Regions from separate parts of the Sus scrofa genome. Here region 2 is linked to region 1. The links are chromatin contacts, called in public HiChIP or PLAC-seq maps. All regions are on one chromosome and are shown on one strand. Each heading gives the region's core, a stretch centred on a gene start, on an enhancer-like site or on the middle of the called end of the contact. The rest is flanking DNA. Distances are from core to core; before and after follow the strand shown.

The links. HiChIP or PLAC-seq counts read pairs in DNA pulled down with a chosen protein or histone mark.
Region 2: a contact with region 1 is called in an H3K27ac HiChIP or PLAC-seq map of alveolar macrophages. The contact joins two enhancer-like sites. A contact is called at or near these places in 5 of 47 Hi-C or Micro-C datasets (adipocytes, alveolar macrophages, blood and 2 more) and 1 of 2 datasets of contacts at active chromatin or transcription factors (alveolar macrophages).

The regions. Positions count from the first base shown.
Region 1 is chr2:98,209,172-98,215,693 of Sscrofa11.1, forward strand. It overlaps ADGRV1 (G-protein coupled receptor 98), which reads left to right. Exons shown (of 91, transcript XM_021085372.1): 88 at 4,349-4,470. Among named protein-coding and RNA genes, the nearest start is that of ARRDC3, 230 kb to the right of the region's middle. Within about 2 kb of position 4,105, at least 8 of the 83 cell types and tissues checked have an H3K27ac peak or open chromatin away from gene starts, as enhancers often do. A contact at or near this core is called in alveolar macrophages, where this site is marked.
Region 2 is chr2:98,292,719-98,299,240 of Sscrofa11.1, forward strand. It overlaps LOC106508521 (a long non-coding RNA gene), which reads left to right. Exons shown (of 3, transcript XR_002341817.1): 1 at 1-1,505. Among named protein-coding and RNA genes, the nearest start is that of ARRDC3, 150 kb to the right of the region's middle. Within about 2 kb of position 2,408, at least 22 of the 83 cell types and tissues checked have an H3K27ac peak or open chromatin away from gene starts, as enhancers often do. A contact at or near this core is called in alveolar macrophages, where this site is marked.

The sequences.
Region 1 (6,522 bases), core at 2,855-5,354:
ATTGCCAAAATTTGTGATTTTCCAATTTTTTGGTAATAGCCATTCTAGTGGATACAAATAATATCTCATTATGGTTTTAATTTGCCTTAGTGACCAGTGATGTTGGTCATCTTTTCATGTGCTCAGAGGCCATTGGTATATCTTCTTTAGTGAAATGTCTGCTCAGGTCCTTTGCCCATTTTTCAATTGGGTTGTTTGTCTTTTGTTAAGTTGTAAGTTTCCTTATATAATTTTGGGTAGTACAGTCTTCATGTAGATACCCTCATTCCTTGGGCCCGTAAATACTGTGATTTTGGGCCACACCTGCAGCATATGGAAGTTCCCAGGCTAGGGGTCGAATGGGAGCTGCAGCTGCTGGCCTATACCACAGCTCACGGCAATGCAGATCCTTAACCCGCTGAGCAAGGCCAGGGATTCAACCTGAGTCCTTATGGATTCAAATCAGTTTCCTTACTGCTGAGCCACAATAGGAACTCCAGTAAACATAAATTTCTAACATTGCCTATTATAAACACCTGCTTTATTAAGCAGTAGCTTATATAGCCAACGGGAAAGTTACTGGTATTTCACCAAATGTGAAAAATCAGCTTAGGAAATATGTAACTCAAATGATTTTCACTAAAAGAATGTTAATTTTCAGTTTGCCAAGTGGAATTCATTATAGCTTTTAAGGAACGGCATTCCCCCTCACTTTTATGGTCATCACTCACTCCCACATCCCTTTTCCTTTTGGTCACTGTTACTCCAGGCCTCAGAGAGTTGAATGGTGCCTCCTTAGGTAGGTTAACTATAAAGCTGATGAAGCATACATTTTAGGGCCTCTTACTTGCATGGTCCTCTTCCAAGATCTTATACCTAATTATGCCTTTGAACTTTTATTTTTTACAGAAGTCTTTCCAAGTTTTATAAACTTCAGGTCCACAAAATCCGGATGTGCCCCTGAATACGTTCCTTCCATCTGAAATCATGTCTTAATCATTGTTGCACTGCTGACAAACCGGCCTGGGATCTATTGATCAGTATACTAAGTTATTTATGGCTGGCTTTCTTGCTTTGCAGTTTCTGATCTAGGGTGCCAAGCCACCACACTTTTCTGCACAGTTCCAGAAAAACATGAGCTCTGGGTGTTTCTAGTCAGCCCTGGTATGCTCCCCTGGCTTCTGTTCCGAGCTTTGTCAGCACACAGCACTTGTCTGGCTCTGGCCACTCAGAGGAACATGCAGGCCAAAGTTTGAAAATTTGGTTCCTAGCTGTTCATGCAAAATATGCTTGTCCTTTTGTACTGTGCACAGAGCCATAAATAGAATTTTGTACTTGCATAGTGAGGGCAAAGAATGCCATTACCAGCCTAATGCCTCATCTTTGAAAACTTTCATGAGCATAGCTTAGGCAATTTCCTAACTATTAGGGTATCTTGTGAGGAGTAAAAATGAACCTTCTGTCCCTTTATCAGATTGTATGATTTCATTAAACAGAAATGAATTTTTAAAAAATTAAATAAATCTTTATATATTCGCTCCTGTCCTGCTGTAAGGCTTTAATAACAAGGAGCTCATTCATGTATATAAACTGTTTTCAATTCTTCTCCTTTTCTCTGTGCAGTTGTAATAACTCAGACAATTGACATTTTTCTATGAAGGGGATATCTGACAAGATATCAGCATGGTCTCTTTCGAAAGGCATTTTTTCTTCCTTAAAAAAAAAAGAAAAAAGAAAAAAGAAAACTCAATTCCCCCTTCCCTTCTTTCTTTTCTTTCTCTTCTTGGTCTTTCTCTTCTCTTCCAAGAACAAGTCCATCCTATAGTCATTAGTTTGTACAGAGCAAGGTGTGCACCCACTGGAAGTATGGAGTATCCCAACCCTGTCATTATGAGGGAAGCTCCAGATGAAGGGTGGGGTGTGCCCATGAAGCTCAAGAGAACTGGTGTGGCTTTGGCAGGGCATCTGTGCAAGGGAAGGATGACAACAGTGGGTGACTGGTTACAACCCAGTAGAGTTGATCAAATAGGTAAATATTTTAGGAATAATGGAAATGCATTTCTTAATAAAAGAGAAGGGAGTTACAGGTACAGAAAGAGAGAAAGTTACACTTAACCCAGTGGCATTGCATTGGAGTTGCGAGTATTGGTGTGAACAAATGATTTTCATTCTACGGAGATCGAGAATTACATGTGTAAATGTTTGTGTGCACATGTGTACAGCTATGTCTTCTCTAGCTCTGTCCATTCAGAAAACTTAGGAGCAGCAGCACCCCAAGAACAGTGACCATACCCAGCAGCCCCAGATCTTGGCTTTTAACACCATTCTATCCTAAAGGATACCAAAACCAGGGCAGGGAAAGTACAAGATGAGATTGAAACATCTCGTTGGGCCAGAAAGCAAGAAAGTGCTCATAGAATGATGAGGATGTAACAGAAGTGACAGAAACCTTCTTGAAGGGGCTTCTACTAATCAGACTTAGGATATCATGTACATCAAAATAGATGTAGTGGAGTTCCTGCTATGGCACAATGGGAACTATGGTGTCTCTGCAGCAGCAGGGATGTGGGTTCGATTCCTGGCCCAGTGCAGTGGGTTAAGTATCCAGCATTGCCACAGCTGTGGCGTAGGTTGCAAATCCAGCTCAGATTTGATCCCTGGCCCTTTGGAACTCCATAAGCCACAGGACAGCCAAAAAACAAAAAAACAAAATAAATAGTGGTAATAGATAACCCATTATACAGTAAGAGTCTCTGAGTCTTATTATAGAAATAAATGAATAAGTCAAATATTTGATAAGTGAAAGGATGTTTACCTAGTTTCAAAGTAATGCCATACAAGGTACATATTCATTACAATGGTAAAAGACTGACTTTGCAGTGGAGAATTCATACAGCCACTACCTTAATCAAAATGACCAAAAATGAATATCCCTGGTAATGGGGCAAATTGAATTCTTGTGCCAACCACTAGAAAGATGTAAAAAGAATGAACTCGGCATCATTTCTGTGATTTCTGGCAAAATTTGTCATGTAAAGCATGAGAAAAGATCAAACTCAAATTTAAGGATATTCTACAAGACAAACTGGCTGGTAACCTTCAAAAATGCCAGAGTCATGAAAGCCAAGGACACTCAAAGGAAGTGTTTTGGATTAAAGCAGACTGTAGAGAATGCCAACTGGATTCTTCTACAGAGGAAATCATTGGAATGATTGACAGATCATGAATAGGATCTGAGGATGGTCATAACATGTGTTTATTTTCTGATTTGATGGTTGTATTGTGTTTATGTGGGAGAATATCTTAGTAGAAAATGCATATTACAATGTTTAAAGGGTATGGGGGATCAGGTTGGCAACTTTCAAATGGTTCAGGAAAAAAAAATAACTTTGTTGTCATACATGCAACTCTTCTGCAAGTTTGAGATTGTTTCAAAATAAAATGTTAAATTTGATAAAGTTGTAAATAACTTCAAATTTCCACAGGGCATGTATATTTTAGGCATTAATCGATAATGGAGAGTGTGTAGGGACCTTGAAGTTTGTCATAAGAGTTAGTGATTCCATCCTGATGTCTTTCTGTAGCTTGAAAATGTGTTTATTTGTAGCTACTAAGATCTAATTCACTCTCCAGATATTATGTAGCTTGCCATTTAAATAACCCCTCTTTAAAATTTTTGCTGTGAATCCCAAATATCAAAAGGAAGTAGAAAGGGTAACGAAGTCTTTTGGCCCTGAAGAAATCTGTTCTGGAAACTGTTACAACAAATTGCATGATAAAATAAGGCATAGAAGAGGCTTGGTGTTGACAGTAGTAATCCGTTACTTCATCTTTGCTCTTAACCGTAGCTGTAAAATTTGGTGTCTACTCAGGAAAAAAAAAAAGAGATAAATACATATTTTTCCATTATATACAAACCCGTTTTGTCATTAATGTTTTAAAATGTTGAACTGGACTACAGTAATGTTGGGAACACACTGTGCCTACTGTTTTCTAGTAGAGATCTTCTATTAAGGAGATTTATATCCTCAGTTTTCCCCAGGATTGAAATGTGATTGCCATCTCTGCAGTTGTTCATGGCACTTCCTGAACTGTCCAGCAGGTGGTAGTCTAGGAGAGGAACAGTTCTCATCCTTCTCCATCCCCCTACCTACCAGCAAAACAGAAGGAATGTGGACTCAGCAATGCGCCTTCTGTTCTCTGGCGTAAGAATGGGATTTCCAAGGTTGTTCTTTCAAAATGGGTACTTAGGTGCAGAAAGTATCTCCAGAAAGGAGCTAAAAATAATTTTTTGTATCTGTATGATTATGCAGTATTCTGAAGTTCAAAAAATCTTTTTTTCTTCCTTCTTTTTTTAAATGGTGTCTAGAAATTCCACTGGTTTTGTATCTCTTTGCCCTCATTTCGATGACATGGCTTTGGGGAGGCCTGCACATGGCTTACAGACACTTCTGGATGCTGGTCCTCTTTGTCATTTTCAACAGTCTGCAGGTAAGCCTTACTGTTTGGTTACAGCACATGTGTATCCTAATGAACACAAGGCATGGAGTTTCAACGTAAAGGAATCAAGCGTCTACATGTAGGTGAATTCTCACTTTCAAAAACAGTGTACAGCGTTGTGGAATAAAAGGATAAAGATTATGTTAAAAGTTGTTAATGCTTGAAATATGGCTGTGCTTCTACCTTACTGGTTATACAGATAGGGAAGACATAAAATATTTATTCTCCTTCATTTTGACAACACCTAAGTAACTACAAAAACATGTTTCTTTTTCAACAGAATTGATGTTTATAAACTTTGCAGATGGCAACCATCCAGGGCATATGCACATATTTGGACTGGGACTGTGTCTAGAAATTAGATCAGCTCCAGAGGAGAAAAATAACAATGATGGTCAAGCAATTCCTTAAGTCTGGTGCTTAGTGTTTTGGTTCACTGAAAAATGATTGACACCCTTCAAGTCTGGCAATGCCTAGTTTAAAATAGCTTTGTGAGCATGTTTGGGTAGCATAACTAGGAATTATATAACTGTAGCAAAAATTAAAGCTGACTTTTTTAGTCCTTTTGTTAAATGGAAAAAACTTGCACCCTGAAATTAGCACATGGAACAAATGAACTCACTTTTCTTATTTTCCAGAGTGAAAAGAGCTGTCCTAGACTAAAACAATTTCCTGACTTTGCCAAAGGTATCCCTAAACAGCCCTGGTTTGGACCACCATCTTGCAAGAAACCTCTGTATAAAAACATATGAGGGCTATAGCTCATAACTGAAATACGACTCAAAACACATTTAACTTTGCTTCTTAGGAGACAGAGTCATTAATGAGATTGTATCTAACAGCATAGTGCCTAATCAAGGCATAATATCAATTTTGGGAGGCAAAGAAAGAAGCTTAAAAGTTTGAAATCAAGTTGTTATAAGTTGATATAGAGACATCTCTCAATAATGAGTTATGTTTGGGTCCCTGCTCCTAGGGCAGTGTGCCAGTGCTGCCATGACTACAGGATGAAGATGACAGCCCTGCCCCTCTAGGAGCTGATGCTTCAAAGAGCAAGCAAACAAGTAGCTTGGGTACACTGTGGCAGTGTAAGGGTACACTGTGGCAGGCGCTGGTAAGGAAAGTATTAAGTGAGCAGAGTGAAGAACCTGTTTACTCCTGCCTGTCCTGGTATTTGAGCTGAGCCCCAAAAGTGAACCATTCAGCTCTGAGGCCTGTCTTGGTCAACTTTGAATCTCTAGGCCTAGTGGAACTAACACCAAAGTCTCCACTGACATCCTACAGATGGATTTTATTTGGTGGACACGCAGTGGTACACAGAACAGGGTTTTAAAATATCTGCCGATTTAGGGCTGCACCTGTGGCATATGGAAGTTCCCAGGCTAGGGGTCCAATTGGAGCTGCAGCTGCTGGCCTATGCCACAGCCACAGCAACACTGAATCTGAACTATGTCTGTGACCTATGCCACAGCTCATGGAAACACCAGATCTGTAACCCACTGAGCAGGGCCAGGATTCAAACCCATGTCCTCAGGGAAGCAAGTTGGATTTGTTACCCCTGAGCCACAACAGGAATGCCTCTTTTTTCACATCTTAATAATTGTGACCTAAAAACTGATACTAGGAAGTATACTATTTTGTTCATGCATTTTAGAAAAATTGTGAAAGAAGTGGTTAGTTTGATAAGGCAGTCATCATTAGGGCATGATATTGGTATAAAAAAACTAGAAAAGAAAATAAAATCAGTAACCCGATGTAGACTCAAATGTAGTTATAAACTTAAGTGTATATAATTTTATCTGGTACCAAACATTAATGAATCAAGGCTTTTGTTTTGTTTTTTTGTTTTGTTTTTGTTTTGGCTGAAGTGTATTTTGTCTTAAGAATATAAAAGTTGGTTTGGGGTAGCTGTAGGATTAAACAAATTTGAGTAGAGTTGCAAAAAAAAAAAATAAAATATAAAAAAAAATAAAATATCTGCCGAAAACTTAAAAAAAAACTTTTATTGGTATGTAGTTGACTTACAATGTATTAATTTCAGTT
Region 2 (6,522 bases), core at 1,158-3,657, 82 kb after region 1:
TTGATCAAGCACCTTAATTAAAATGTTGTGTTACTCTGTCTGATTAACTGAACTTTGGTAGCATGTTACATGCTATCTAAATGAGCTACTTAAATACCCAGGTTAATGTATTAGTTACATCACTGGCTTCCTCAGACAAATTAGAACCACGAGGAGGCTTCCCAAGGACATGGATCCTCTATCTACCCATCTGTTTGCCTATCTCTATCTATCTATTTATCTATCTATCATCTACCTATCCATGTATTTCTAATCCACTGTTCTGTGCTGCCATGTGGGCTCCAAATTGCTTGGCTTTAGGGCACTCAATTCACAAAGACTATGATGTGGCTATTATCCTCTAGTTCTACTATACAACAGTTCCCTTCATATGACAGAATATTTTGAGCCTTTCATAGTTGATGTTTTTTGTGCTATAACCGACTTCAACTGTGTTGCAAACTCGTGGAGGCTGAGGATCATGTATTACTGTAATAGTTATCTGTTGCTGTACAAGTTACGCAAAAGCTTAGAATCTTAACACACATTATTATCTCATACAATTTCCGAAGGCCAGGAATCTGGGAGTGGCTTGGCTAGGAGCTTCTAGCTCAAGTGATCTCATGGGAATGCCCTCAAGCGATCAGTCAGGGATGGACCTCATAGGAAGTCATCTGAGGGGTTGACCTGACCTAGAGAATCCACTTCCAAGATGGCTGGCTCAGATCGCTGGTGACAGAAGGCCTCCATTTTTTACAACATTGGCTTTGCAGGGCTGCCCGAGTGTCCTAATGTATTTCAGCTGTTTTCCATAGAGGGCATGCTATGCACTCGAGAGATGGTAAGAGTACCACAGGGCCCTTTCACACCTCCAAATTCATACTCCACACCTTCTGCTTTATTCTTTCTAGAGAATCGAGTCATTAAATCCATCCTCAAGGGGAGAGAACTTAGGTTTGACCCCATGAAGGAAGGAATATCAAAGAATCTGTAAATGTGTTTTTAAATCCACCATTAGTTTGTTAATGACTTCAGACTTTACCTTTGAGCCTATACTCAATTTTTATTTTTTTGATTGATTGCATTGTATAATTCACCAGCGTGAGGTAGAGGAGTGTGATGATGTGATCTATAGTAAGAAATACATATTTGGTCTTCATCTTATTTCCAGCACAGAGCTCCTTTGGTGAGGAGAGCAACAAAAGTGTGACTTGTTATGTTAATGAGGTGACTTTGAGACCCGACTTAAGGATGAGGGCAGGGAGGGGAGAGGGTCCACAGGTTGAGTCAATCAGTAATGGCCAATGATTTAATTACTTTTGCCTGTCTGTATAAAGAAGCCTCCCTTAAAGGTCCCAAAGAAGCGTTCGAAGAGTGCCCGGGCTGGTGAACACAGGGGGATTCTGGGACAGTGATGCTCCAGGAGAGAACACGGACGTGCCACACCTGTTCCCTGCCCCTTCTCTATATGTCTCTCCGTCTGGCTGTTCCAGAGTTATTTCCTTTTATAATAAACCTGTGACCTGGTAAGTAAACTCTTTCTCTGAGCTTTGGGAGCCACTCTGGCAAATTAATTGAAGGAAAGGAAAAAGGGTGTCATTGGAATCTCTGGGCTGTAGCCGGTTGGTCAGAAGCAGAGGTCACAACCTGGGCTTGCTAAGGAGTCTGGAACGGCGTGGTGTGTGGGGGATGTAACTGTGGAATATCTGATATTATCTCGGGGTACATAAAGTGTCAGAATGAGTTGAACTGTAGACACCCAGCTGATGTCCCCAGAGAATCGGTGGTGGTGTGGGGAAGTGCCCCACCTCATTGGAAAGAGGGTGCTCAGAACATCAAAATGAGTAAGCCAAGATCATAGCTCAAAATATTTGCTTTTGTTTCCAGCTATCCAGAAAAGTGTTAAATTTACGTGTTCTTTATTAATGCATTAAAAAAGTAAATGCATTTATGACTTATGCATTTATTAATACATGTATCCTTTCCTTTAACAACTATTGTTGAGCCCAGACCCTAACCCAGAACAATTAAATCAGAATCTCTTAGGGTAGGGTTTGGTATTGGAAGTTTTTCAGAATTCCTCCAATAATTCTAATATACAGCTAGTGACAAGAACCACTGAACTAGATTATTTTGGATGTCTTTTTTGGCTCCAATTCTCCATGATTTATTCTCTTCCATGAGAGTCTTTCTGGCATTATAGCGGGCCCCTCAGGCAAGACCTACACAAGCGTGGATGCATGTAGTATGCAAGGAGGTCTAAGAGACAGGCCAGGAAAAGATAATAGATATTTCTCCATCTCCTGGCACAGGCTGTGTCTTTAGCTACTTGGGTATATGAAAAGCACATTCCTAATTGCTAACTCTTTTCTTTGATAGAGCAAATGCCCTGGATACCACTAGCATTTGCTTCTATTGTTAGCTTATGACTAGATGAAGCATAGAATTTCCATCAGCTGGGGTAGGAATAGGAATTCAAGAGGCCAGAGAGGACCCCTCAGAGACTGACCACAAGGGAGGAGGTGGTATGTCTTACATATGTTTCTTAGGAGTTTGCTGGTTCAACTTATAACTAGGTCATTGCCTGCTTCATGTAAAACACTGCACCCAAAGGTAAAGATAGAGGCATCAACTTCCTTCTTCCGTGTTTGTATATGCAGAGGTTGAACAAAGTCATTTCTCTTTGGCTGGCTATAGACTTCTCTCTCCTCTGGGTGGAGCTAAGCTCACTGAAAACAAGGTTATTTTGAAAACACCACACCTGTAATTGAAAAGGATTTCTTAAGGCCTTTTATGATCTATCTTTTTCTATGGCCTCTTACACCATCCAAAGTCAAACCAGCTGAATCCAGAACCCAGGTGGCAGCCAATTCGGGCTTGGCACCCAGCAACCCTTGGGATGTGGGGGCGTGACTCTTCAGTGAGATCACACATAACCCACGAGGCATCTCTGGCTACTTTCTAATTATTTCCGTTGCAAAAAGCCCCGAGTTATTTGATGAATCATGTCATTCCTGCTGAAAAGTAAACCAAGGGTGATAAAAGACCTATGGCCAAGAATCCTAGGTTCGTAATCAGTATCCAGAAGAAGGAAATCTGCATGTCTCTGTGTATTCACTGCATGTTTGGGTTTTGGATACCGAGGATGTTGACCAGAAGGCAAGGGTTGGATCATCTCTACTACACATTTCGCCGAGTAGGGATTACAGGTTTTTGTTTGTTTTGTCTTTTTTCCTGGCCACACCCATGGCATATGGAGGTTCCCAGGTTAGGGGTTGAATCAGACCTGCAGCCACCGGCCTATGCCACAATGATAGCAATATCAGATCTGAGTCTCATCTATGACCTACACCACAGCTCATGGCAACACAAATCCTTAATCCACTGAACAAGGCCAGGGATTGAAACTGCCTCCTCAGGGATGCTGGTTAGATTTGTTTATGCTGCACCATGACAGGAACTCCTGGGTTTTTTTTGTTTGTTTGTTTTTTAAGGAGCTATCTTTAGCTAATGATGAACAGGCGACTTGTAAAAATTATTTCTTATGTTCCGATTCTCCTGTTATAATTACATAATATAATAATTATTGATTACTAGTAATACACCAGGCACTGATTCACGTCATTTCTATACCTAATCTTTTGACTGTGCCTGCGGCATGTGGAAGTACCCGGACCAAGGATTGAACCCCCATGCTACAACAGTGACCAGAGCTGCTAACAGTGACAACTCCAGATCCTTAACCCACTGCACTATACACAAACTCCTATGCTTAATGTTATAGAGTCCTTTCAATCTTGCTAAAAGCTATTCGATTTTTGATTATCCCATGTTATAGAAGAGGAAACCGAAACCCACAACACTTGATATCTTTATAGTAATTTCTACCTCAACCTTTTCCTCTCTATCCTGTTTTAGCTTTCTTTCTATGCCACCTTAATGTGTGTGTGTGTGTGTGTGTGTGTGTGTGTGTGTGTGTGTGTGTTTTCCTCCTTGATTCTTCTTTTCCTTTTCATTTGCCTCTCTGGGCTTCAGCAGCAAGATTTCAGTTTGAGAAGCATAAATGTTGAACTCAAAATAAGAAGAGGTTTCAGGTTGAGGCAAAACTGCTGTGCCAAGAGAAGAAAAAAAGCCAGGTTAACAGAGTAAGAATTTACTCCTGATCCACCCCCTCCCCCAGTTTACTGTTTTCAGAAGTTGGTAGCTCACCTGACTGCCAAAACAAATTTGCAAAGGAGGGAGAAGTGAGCACCAGAGCCTTGAAACACTAGCCCCTCCTCCCAGCCACTTACTCAGAGAACAGGAAACATCAGCTTTACTGGTGTTCTTGCAATACAGCTCTCAATGCTGTATGTTTCTGGGGCCAGGCACCCCAAGGAATCTGGAAGACTTGGACATGTGAAATTTTAACCATAATAATGTCTTCCATTTTTATAACTTCTTTGTAGTGAATGGTCTCATATGTCATTGCATATAATCACTTACATATTTTTATTCATTAAAGGGTATATGAAGTTTGAGATGAAAGTGAGGGTATTATTCCCCCAAAATAGCTTGAGACTTTGATAAAAAAAAGAAAAAATCTTTATTATCCATTTTATTTTCTGATGCAGTTTCATGAAATAGAAAGGACTTGGAGGTGCAAACTAGAGCTATCTCTGGAGACATCTGTCTAAAGAGCTATGGGTAATTCCTCCATGTATGCAAATCATATATTCACCTTTCAGTGTTTGACTGAAGTGTTCACCTCTACTTCTCCCTATGGCCTCCAAGAAGTCTTTACTGGTTTTTCTCAATAGCTCATGAATGAGAGGGATCTTAAAGTGACAAGGACTTGGAAAAATTTATGTTTATGGAAAATCAGGAAACCAGCTTGAGAGAATTAACCTAAGGATTTAATTAATCTTCACAGTTGGCCTGTGACCTTTTAATACATTGATCTCTCTAGGACTGGAGAAGGGCATTGGGCTGAAATGCTGACATGCATACACTCCCCTTCATCCCCACCTCAAGGGGACTTGTGTTAACTTCCTGTTCCCAGCAGTCCCAGCCCTTCCCACCAGTCTTTCAGAGGTGCTTTATCAAAGGGAAGGAACAAAATGGTAATTCCTACCAGGCTTTGGGACTTTGAGATCCACACAGAATTGTTATTATATATACAACAAAGTTGGGAAAAATCTCCCAAACCTCCTAGAATCAGACCCATTTAGTTTTCATTTTTTATGGCTGCACCCTTGGCATTTGGAAGTTCCCTGGCCAGGGATTAAATCCAAGCCACAGCTCCAACCTACACCACAGTTTTGGGGCAATGCTGGATCCTTTATCCCACTGCATCAGGCTAGGGATCAAACTTGTGCCTCTGCAGTAACTGAAGCTGCTTCAGTCAGATTCTTAACCCACTTATTACAGTGGGAACTTCTCAGTGCCTGTTTAGAAAAGTGAACTGGTTTGCTTCCAACCCAAGCAGGTAGTTTCTGTTAGAGTTCTGCTTCTGCAAACCAGGCAAATAAGCACTTTAATCAGTCAAAACGTTAAGATGTGTAATACTACAAATTTTATATATATACACACATATATATAATGTTTACAATTAAAGAGTGAGTATAAAATTTATCATCTGCAGCAAAACACTTTGAAGATCAAAAAGGGGCCACTACCAACAATCATTCCAGGACAACAGATACAAATATGGACTGTCCAAGGGCAAAATAGGACATGGGGCCAACACACCTGTAAGTGAATATTTTAAACATTCAGTTTAGTTTTTCGCTAGTTCTCATAACATTTTTATTATGCTGGAATGTGGCAAGGATATTGTTCACTTTTTCATACTGGGAAGTGGATCTGTTCTACTTTTCTTGAAAAATAATCCTACATTTTAAATCTCAGCTAATCTGTTCTGAATCTCATTATATAATTTACTTCTCTGAAACAGCTATAGTTTTCCCACATACATAAATTTCTGTGAACCCTTCTAAAAATTAAAATACCTGCAGTCATTCCAACTATTTCAACATTGATTCAAAGATACTTGGTTTTATTTTGAACAACTTGAAGGTTTATTTTGGAAGTAAAGTGTCAGTTTTTTCCCTAAAATTCTCCAATTTTTAGTAGAGCAATGGATGCACCATTGGGAACTTTGAGTACCTAAATATATCAGGAATTTGCTGAAAATCATCAAATGTCACAAACTAATTCTTCAGCCCCTGCCCCGTGGGTCTTGCCTCCCTAATTTACTTATAAAGAAATATAGAGACATAGCAAGGTAGGTTAAGAGATGGATTCATTTTATTGGGCCTAATTCAAACACACACGGAGAATTGGTTTGAAGGTTCTAGATTTTTTTTTTTTTTTTTTTTTTTTTCGGCCATCCCGCAGGCATATGGAGTTCCCTGGCCGGGGATCAGATCCAGGCCATTGTTTCAACCTACACTGCAGCTGCAGGAACACCCGATCCTTTAACCCACTGCAGCAGGCTGGGATCGAATCTGCATCCTGGCACTGTAGAAACGCTGCCAATCCCTGTTGTGCCACTGAGGCATT